Linked DNA regions of Sus scrofa: region 1 is linked to region 2. A link is a contact called in public HiChIP or PLAC-seq data. All regions are on one chromosome and are shown on one strand. Each heading gives the region's core, a stretch centred on a gene start, on an enhancer-like site or on the middle of the called end of the contact. The rest is flanking DNA. Distances are from core to core; before and after follow the strand shown. Region 1 overlaps MED13L (mediator of RNA polymerase II transcription subunit 13-like). Region 2 overlaps MED13L (mediator of RNA polymerase II transcription subunit 13-like).

Region 1 (5,131 bases), core at 203-2,702, 81 kb after region 2:
TGTGGTCTCTTTTAGCCAATCCATAACCTGATTTTATAAAGGTACAAATTGTTGTGATTTTCTTTTTTGCTTGAAAATAGGTTTTGTATACTTATTTACATAGTTGAAGATTTGTAACTTTAATATATTCCATTGATGAACATGAACAACTAACTCATCAGGGTCTTGCCCTCTCCAGAGACATGGGAATGAAAATGTTCTGGGGTAACTACTTTTTTGCCTTGTCCTGCAGTTTGCTTCTTTTCATAGCAATATATAGAAAACATGGTGGTTATATCTAGCTTGGACCATGGAAGTCAACTAATACACAATTTAATTAAAACCCCATAGAAAAAGAGGTCCCCGAGAAGAGTAATGAAAGTGAGTCAACTCGTAAGAAGTATAAATCAAGGTAATATCAGCTGTTATGGACAAGCTGGGAACCTAACTGCTTTATATAATGTTTCCTGGGAGAACAAAATTTTGAATTCCAAACCAGTGATTTACAAATGAAATTATGGAGCACTACCCATTTGTAATTGAGATCTTTCTAAGCCAATTTAAGAGGAAAGGGTATGCCCAAATTTTTAAGGCTCAGATTATCATTGTTTCTTTTTAGTTAATTTGTTACCGAGAAATGATCTTGTGTTGTATTTTGTTTGTTATGTGCATAAAATGTTGTATGATAATTTTCTGTGTACATTGATGTGGCAGAGTAGCCCATGGCCTCATTTAGTTTGATGCTGAAGGAGGAAGAAAAATATTTCCCATTTGTTAAATTCTAAAATTTCTGTTCATGCTCCATTACCCTTCCTTTTCCCCCTCCCTACTCTGAACAACAACAAAACAATACAAAGTGAAACAAAAATAAGAACCCTTTTCAAGCAATTTTGTATCCTTTTTTTTTTTTTTTTTTTTTTTTTTTTTTGGTCTTTTTAGGGCCTCAGCCTGTGGCATGTGGAGGTTCCCAGGCTAGGGGTCTAATCACAGCTGTTGCCACTGGCCTATGCTACAGCCACAGCAATGCCAGATCTGAGCCACGTCTGTGACCTACACTGCAGCTCACGGCAGTGCGGGCTCCTTAACCCACTGAGCAAGGCCAGGGATTGAACCTGTGTCCTCGTGGATGCTAGTCAGATTTGTTTTTGCTGAGCCACGATGGGAACTCTGTAACCTTTTCTTTGGAACAGTGAAAAACGCTTGCCGCATATTACAGTTAAGAAGCGAAAGTGATGGCTTTTTCACACATGTGTTTAAATGCTCTCAAAATCACTTTTTAGGAGGTTAACTATAATAGTGATCAATTTGATAAAAGATATGTGAGGATTTTAAGGGTATTTTGAAAATTTCTTGAGGTTCTTTAGTATTTCCATCTCTTGCCCAAATGTTTATTCTATAGAATGTAAACAGTAAAGAAAACAGACTAAATCTAAGCATTTCATAATCAGTGGTTAGCTACTGATGTAGATCAGAATTAAGCAATCAACAGCGATTACAGAGTCATTTGGTGGAGAGCAAACCTGTAATTCTTTCTCTCTCTGAAGCCAACAGAGCCTGAACCCACAACGCTTGCTGGTAGATAAGATAAAATGTAGCAGACAATTTTGAATTCATCTCTTTGATTTGAGTGGAAGAGCTTGGCTGCATGCAATTCTAATATTTAAGGACACTAAAAAGAGTTCTTATTTTTAAGAAATATAATTCTGACATATCAGTATATTTAAAAAAGAATTCTTATGTTAAGTTAATGTAACACACTTAAGTTCATACTGCTTTAGAATGTTTGTATTAAAAAAGGGTCACTTCATTTTTATACATACATACTCAAATTTATTTACTACCTGAACTTAAAGGTAGTAAATAAATCAGTGGTAGTCTTGAACTTTTAATGTAGTCTGTGTCTTAAGTAAGAAACAACTGTGAAATTATTGTTATATGCTTGTTTGATGATAGTAGTCATTTGCTAACAATTGACTACCACTAGTTACTTACAGGCACTGGAAACAAACAGTGAAGAAAACATACTAAAATCTTTTTTTGTTGTGGCTTTTAAATTATAGAGGAGATAGTAAAGAAGTAAACACAAAATAGTATATCAGATGCCATTTACTATCATGGAAGAAAATGAAGTACTCAGGAGTAGAGTTGCTATTTTAAATAGAATGGTCACATGCTATTGTGTATGGAATGGATGGTCACTGGAAACCTGATGTATAGAGCAAGGGGATCTCTACCTAATATTCTGTAATAACTATATGGGAAGAGAATCTGAAAAAATGGATGTATGTGTAACTGAATTACCTTGTTGTACAGCAGTAATTATCACAACATTGTATCAACTCTATTTCAGTTAAATTAGAATGGTGATAGAAAGTCTCACTGATTAAGGTGACATTTGAGCGGAGGCCTGAAAAAGTGGTCATATCATAGATACAATTTTGAAGGTAGGATTTGGTTCCTTCGATATGGATTGTGAGTGAGCAAGTATAAAACAAAATTTGAATACATTTATAGGAACTCGTCAGTGCTTTTTGATATTGCTCAATTATTTCATTAAATAATTTTGGAAATCTGGATGCCAAGATAATTTTATTTTTATGTTTTGTTATGTGTTATCAATTCTCTTTGCACATTTTGTATGTTAGAGTATTTGTGTAGCTCCATTTATGGATTGGATTTCTATATATGAGGATATAAAAAATCAATTTCAGGATTATAGTGCAGTGTACTGCTGCTGCCACCTAATGTTTATAGCCTTCATTTATATAATTACAATAACTGGTTATGCATAGCTTTAATATTGGTTTGAAACAGAATGTTAACAGATTAATTGAACCTTACTTAATTGCCTTCATATTAGATTCCTGATATGGATGTTTAATGTGATAATTGAATTGTCTAGAAATAAGATTGTAGATTGAAGATTAATTTTATTGGCATCTTGATCTCTGTATTGAATTGAGTTCAACAAATATTTATTCATTGTACTCAGCCCTGTCATCTCTCTGCCCTCATAATGATTATGTTTTAATGGGCAGGGGACAGGGTTTTATTGTTTGTTTTTTGTATTGTATACAAGCAATGAAATAATTAGCATTTGAAGGAGACAAACAGGGCAACCAGGTATAGACCAGGAACTTATAGTTGAATAAGGTAGATAGACATTTAAAATGTAATTCGATTAAAATGTGATGACTATCATTTTAGCCATTCTTCCTGCTGCGTAGGAGTAATGCTTGTTAGAAACTGCCCTGAAATAACTCAAGAAGTTATAGGAATAGTGTTACTAATGTAATATTTTCAAGTCATTGCTGAATTGGTTTTTTACTGCTGCAGGATAGATATTTAGCTTGAGCAGAGACCACTTGTTATTGCAGATTAGTGGTTTTAGGCCAGTTTTAGTGATTGCTTTTCTGGGTCCTTTTTGTGTGTGTGTGTGTGTGTGTGTGTGTGTGTGTGTGTGTGGTTGCTATCTCAAACATGCCTTTCTCCAGGTATCTCCTATATTACACCTCAAAGATAGCAGTATTTCATGAGGGATGAAATAAGTTTTGTCTACATGCATATATATTTGTAAGACTTACTCATAACTCCATTAATGAACTAGGAAGATAATGAATAGTTACTGTGTCCCAGGTAATATTCTGGGCATTGAGGATATTGCCTAGAAATGAAGCGTGCAGATCTTAACTTCATTAAGCTTACATTTTATTCTAGTAGGGGATGGGGTGAGGAGACATAATAAACACACATAAATATATAGGATGTCAGTGGGTGGTAAATGCTCAGGAGAAAAATAGAGTAGGATAAGGAGGATAGAGCATGCTGGAAAAAGGGGGGGGCATATGCTTTTTGGTTACTTTATACAAATTTTCCTTTTCATGATAATTTTGTTCCTAGGTGAGATATAAAAAGAAAGTATACTTGAAATTCCCTATCTGTCTTGGGAACTGGAACAGTTCACATCCATCTATTCATCTAGTAAATACTGAGCAAGCTTATTACCTTGCCCTATGTACTCTGTGAAACAAAGGGGATAAAAGACATGTTTGGTCCCCTTAAGGAGTTTAAAATCAGACTGGGAAGATATTTTAGCTTTTGACTTGATGACAAACTGTTTTACTTGTGAACTGAGACCCTTTGGTGGATTATAATACTGACTGCTGAAAATCAGTATTTCCTCTAGAGATTGTCATATCTTTCTTTGAAGAAAAGGGGAATCTCTACATTGTGATTCATTGTTTCTTGCTGAGTGTAATTTGGAAAACCTACCAAGTTTTCATCAATCATCATTGAATCACCTTGTGATTTATCATAATGTTCCCTTTTTTTAAACTTTGAAATGTTGGCAGAGTTAAGATTTGAGAAACATATTCAATGATGTTCTTGGTTCACAGGGCCTTTGGTTAAAAAAATGTGAAAGGTTGGCATATAATTGCATCTCTGTTTTTCTGATAAAAGCTCAGAGTGTCATCTGTAGCTCACTCATTTCTTGACCACTTTGTTACCACTAAGGTGGTGATCATTGTAGATGCAGAGAATCCAGAAATATTTCTGAATTATATTATGGTTTTGTGGTATCTGCCATTAACCAGATGTGTTAATTGCTCTGAATTTGAGCAGTTGCTGATAAAATAGGCATCTAAGATTAGTTTGACTTGAACTTAATGGTTCTTTTCTTCTTATATAATAAAAAATCCTGAGGCAGAGATTTTAGCTGTTTTTAAAACACCTTGAGCTGTAGTGCTCAATGTTTAATCATTGGTTAAACAAACAAACAAACAACAAAATACTACAGAATAAAATGTTCACATATTTCAGTACTAGCTGGTAACCTTCGCTTGGAATTTTCTGCTAGGTCACAGTATTGCAATTGTATTTTGAAAAATTAGGACTGACCAAATCAGATGTATTAATCGAGCTTTCCCAGATACGTCCTGATGGCAACAGATAAATGTCTGGTATAGGAAGACAGCTTTGTAACTCACCACCCACCTCACCAAATCATAAAACTCTAGAGCTGGATGGAACCAGTAAAAAGACACTGTAGCTTTGGGAGCATTCCAACTTGGCCTTAAATAGAGTTTTGACAGAACTCTATTTGCAGAATAGAGTTTTGGCAAGACAATTCCAAGGACCACCCAAGAGGTCT
Region 2 (4,603 bases), core at 860-3,359:
GTATAAAAACAGTAAATTTACTATTCATCAAATTAATCTCTGACTAAATTGCAAGATTTTTAACATTGTTTGCATTTATTTCTTCTAGTATACAAATCTGATGGATTTTGAAAACAGATGAATTAATCACTGCAGCTTTCTAGAGTTGTAGTATGTTTGTATCAGCATTTATATGGAGATTTTATTACATGGCAGTAATAATTCTTGAGATTTTAACACTGTGTACCTGAAAAGTAAATTTATTTTAATTTTCAATTTGCTGTTACTTTGTGGATAATAATGGAAAAATGCATTTGTGTTTCGAGAGAAACAGAAAACACTTAGGGAAAAGACAGGCTCACTGGTAAATGATAGTTAGTTCTAAGTAGTTATAAAGTAAATGTTTCTTGTTTTCACTGTGTTTAGTTTTGAAAGAATTAATTTGCAGAAACTATAGAATAGTAATAGTTTTCATTGCATGATGATTATCCAAATGATTTTAGTGTATAATTACTGAAATACTAGCTTTAATAGAAAATTACAAATTTATTAAAAGAGTAAAATGCTTATTACAGCTTTGGTAAGCAGTAAATTTATATTGTAAAATTATGATTAAGATCATAATGACTGCAGAATCCTTTCATATGAAAATGGGAAAAGATCTAATGGATTAGATAGAATTATTAAGTTAAATGTGCTTGAAATTTAGAGAATAATCTAAAGTCTAGCTTTTGAATATAAATAAAATTGATGTTACCACAGGCAACTTACTGAACCATGTAATTAGTTTTTTTTCTATAAAAAATGAGACATTTATACTGAGATTGTGATGAAATAGCATGTAAAGGGCTTATGTTCTAATGGTATGAAAATTAAACAATTGGTGAAAATTATAATTTAAAAATTATTGCTTTAGGGAAAAATTAATCATTTGATGGGGGCAGGTGGAGATTTGTGTTTTGGTGAGTATAGGCATTATATATAAACTCACGTACTGTATAAAGTAAACCTGAGTAAAACTTCCTGGTAATGAGGTATTAAAATCACAACCACAAGCAGAGTTGAATATTAACCTAAAAATAGGCAAACAATTATTGGTGTACTCCAGCTTTTTTTTTTCTTTTTCCTTCCTCCCTTCCTCCCTCCCTCCTTCCTTCCCTTTTTTTGCTTGATGTGTATTATTTTTAGTGATGAATACATTTCAAAATATTGTTCCTCAATAGAAACTTTAAGACACCGCATTGTAAATCAACTATCCTTTAATGAATAATAAAAAAGAAAACTTTAAGATTTGAAAGAGGTTCCTATACATTCAAGTAATATTAAGATTTCTTTACCCAGTAAAGCAATTTCTTTGTTTTATCTCTTGTTCAGGTAGTTTGATCTAAAAATCTAAATATAGGAGTTCCCTTTGTGGCTCAGTGGTTAACGAATCCGACTAGGAACCATGAGGTTGCGGGTTCGATCCCTGGCCTTGCTCAGTGGGTTAAGGATCCGGTGTTGCCATGAGCTGTGGTGTAGGTTGCAGATGTGGCTCGGATCTGGCATTGCTGTGGCTGTGGTGTAGGCTGGCGGCTCTAGCTCTGATCAGACCCCTAGTCTAGGAACCTCCATATGCCGCAGGAGTGGCCCTAGAAAAAGGCAAAATACCAAAAAAAAAAAAAAAAAATCTAAATGTGGTAAATTGGAGAAAAAGTTAATGATGTATTAGTTGAATTTAAAGGCCCAGTTAATTCAATAAAAAAGATGTGCTTAAACACTAAAATGGAATGATGCAGAGATCCCAAATTACACATACAGAGAACAAAAACACCTTCGGTACAAAATTTACAAGCAAATTCTTTGCTGGCATATTCACATAGCATCAGATCAGTCTGTTGGTTGTATTTTACATAGGACATTAAATGTCTCTAAATTAAAACTGGGGTTTTTTAAAGGAAAGAAGAAAGTGGGAATCTGTCTCAGTGGTTCATCGGTGAGAGAGCTCAGTGAGTATTCTCTCCCATTTATAAGTTTAAATTAGCATACTCAAAGGGAAACTGAAGCTTATAAAAAGTCACTAAGACTAGTGACTTAGTCATGTCACTAGTTGCAATGAAACTCAAACCCATATACATAACATGAAACTACGTGATTGTGCCATATAAAATGACTAAATTGAAGTTCCTACTTTGGCACAATGGATTAATGATCTGTCTTATCTCTATGGAGGCACCGGTTTGATCCTTGGTGGCCTGGCACAGTGAGTTAAGGATCTCTCATTGATCCAGTTATGGTGCAGCTCTGGCTCAGATTGGTTTATGGCCTGGAAACTTCCATAATCCATGGGTGCAGCTGAAAAAAAAAAAAAAACAAAAGAGCAAATCAGTTATACCATGCCATTTAAAATAAAACCCATTTAACGATTAGAGTCTATATCTAATCAGATCTGTTTCCTAAACTTATAAAAAGAATACTGGTTTGTGTAATTCTGGGGCAGTGGGCTTATCTTTTTTGATTTTAAATGTTTTGTATGACATTTGGTAAATGTTTATTCCAGTAATGTCAGCTCATTTAGTTTAGATCTGAACTGAGCACACACCAAATTGATAATGGAGGAAAAATAAAGTAAATAAAAATAGTTTGGGAGTTATAAAAACTTGACAAATGACACATTGAATATTTAGACTTGATATGAGATTAGCATTTGCTTTTATAATTTTACTGAGATAACTAAAAAGCTAGAATTACATATCTGTTATCATTTTTTCCTTATGTAGATCTATTATAATAGGTCCAGTTCTTGATAAATCAGAAATATGTACTAAAAGAATAGGATAACTATTGTGTGAAGCAGGAGTTAGTTGTAGAGGCTACCATTTAGTTAACTTAAATGGTTTCTGGACTTGTTTATATTAGACTAGACTAAACCAGTTTATAGATATCTTAACTTTTGTGAATAATTGTATTTGCTGATGGTTTCCGTTTTATTTTTTGATGCTTGAACAAATGGTAATTAGAACTTCATACACATACACAGAGAGTCATGAGCATTACTAGAAGCCAAAATGTTTTCTTCTGTATAAAAATATTTTAATAGCAGAAATAATACATAAATCTACTCCTTCTTCCCCCCTCAAAGAACCCAAAAGTTTAGATATGCTTTAAGCACTAGAGAGTTATGAAATTGGATTCTCTTGCTTTAAGTATTTCATGCCTAAGCTGTCCTGATGCTACCTGATGAGGGTTTCTCATCGTTGTGGCTAGTGAGTGTTTGATAACTGTCTTTACAGCTCTGTCTATGTAAATATTTTTGAACAATTTTCCACAAGTACTGGGCCACATACCTATTTCTTAAAAACCCAACATTGGTAAAATGTACTCTTTGTATAATTGGGTCTTGTTTTGGTCCTAGCTCTTTCATATTATGATTTGGCAGTGAATTCAACAGAATAAGCATTATCCTCTTGAGGCCCATCTAGGATTGAGTTAAAGGGCTTCTGCAGTATCCACATGATCATACAATTAGGTTTTTTTTGTTTGTTTTTTTTTTTTTTTTGGTGCTGTGATAGTGTAACTGAATATGAGCTGGTTGTCAGGATGTTGTAGTAGAATAATACCTTGCAGTTTGCAGTTAATCATGCAGCAAAACTGGTTTGACTTAAAAAAATTTAAGAATAAGATTAGAAAATAGATTCTAAGGGTGAAGTGTCTTTATGTTGAAAAGGATTGTGTATATACAGTGGTAAAGTGAAGAGTAGCGCATTCACAGATCTGTTTTTAGCAACTTCTTCCTCCTATTTAATATAGTGTCATGTGCAAAATATATTCCATTTTAAAATGTACTTTTATTTATGGCTTTACGAGCCTTGAGGGGAGGTAACACTTCTTGCTAATCTTCTTGAAGCCTTATTCTCTGCCAGCAGTAGGAAATTAGTAAATATTTGTGAAATGACTGCCTGAAGAAAGGAAGTGTGAGCTTCATCAAGATGAGGTCTTTTCATTAAGATTATTTTTTTATTTTTCTACTGATCATCTTGGGCTTGTTTAAATATAAGCAGTTTTGATGTTTATTATTTTTAAGAGGGCATGTTATTCACATTGAAATATATTTAGTCTAAAAGAGAAAAATTTAGAAACTGTCAGTTCAGTTTCAGGCAATACATTTTAAACTTATTTTTAAAGTAGCCTAGTAGATGGTGATAACGAAAAGGAGGCGTGCCTTGGCATCTTTGGGCAAATTACATACAATTATTTTTAGGGTGGAAGTAACATTTGTTGACAGTGACTCTAATATTGAAAAATCTATCATGCCATTTATTGACATGAAGAGTGTAACGAGGAAGGGCCCTCGATTCCAGTAGCAAATCTGGGGCTGGGGCTGTCATGCCCACTCCTGTAGTAAACGTTTCATTAGCCAGAACTCAGCTGGAGCCCGCAAACAGATTTAAAAAGACCTCTCTCTCCCTTAACCCGTTCTCAATAAGCACAAACCATTTTACAAAAAAGGAAGGTTAAATGACTTAAATATATCATTATCAGGGATTAGACCCAGTATGTACGGATATCAGTTTGATTCACAACATATATGGTTGGGACAGTGAGGTAGAATATACTAGGGGCAAAAACACTTTCATGGGATGTC

The links. HiChIP or PLAC-seq counts read pairs in DNA pulled down with a chosen protein or histone mark.
Region 1: an H3K27ac HiChIP or PLAC-seq map of alveolar macrophages shows a contact between it and region 2. The contact joins two enhancer-like sites. A contact is called at or near these places in 6 of 47 Hi-C or Micro-C datasets (embryonic fibroblasts, fetal skeletal muscle, heart right ventricle and 2 more) and 1 of 2 datasets of contacts at active chromatin or transcription factors (alveolar macrophages).

The regions. Positions count from the first base shown.
Region 1 is chr14:36,193,034-36,198,164 of Sscrofa11.1, forward strand. The region is part of intron 2 of MED13L (mediator of RNA polymerase II transcription subunit 13-like); the gene reads left to right. Among named protein-coding and RNA genes, the nearest start is that of MED13L, 130 kb to the left of the region's middle. Within about 2 kb of position 1,453, at least 1 of the 83 cell types and tissues checked has an H3K27ac peak or open chromatin away from gene starts, as enhancers often do. A contact at or near this core is called in alveolar macrophages, where this site is marked.
Region 2 is chr14:36,111,217-36,115,819 of Sscrofa11.1, forward strand. The region is part of intron 2 of MED13L (mediator of RNA polymerase II transcription subunit 13-like); the gene reads left to right. Among named protein-coding and RNA genes, the nearest start is that of MED13L, 52 kb to the left of the region's middle. Within about 2 kb of position 2,110, at least 1 of the 83 cell types and tissues checked has an H3K27ac peak or open chromatin away from gene starts, as enhancers often do. A contact at or near this core is called in alveolar macrophages, where this site is marked.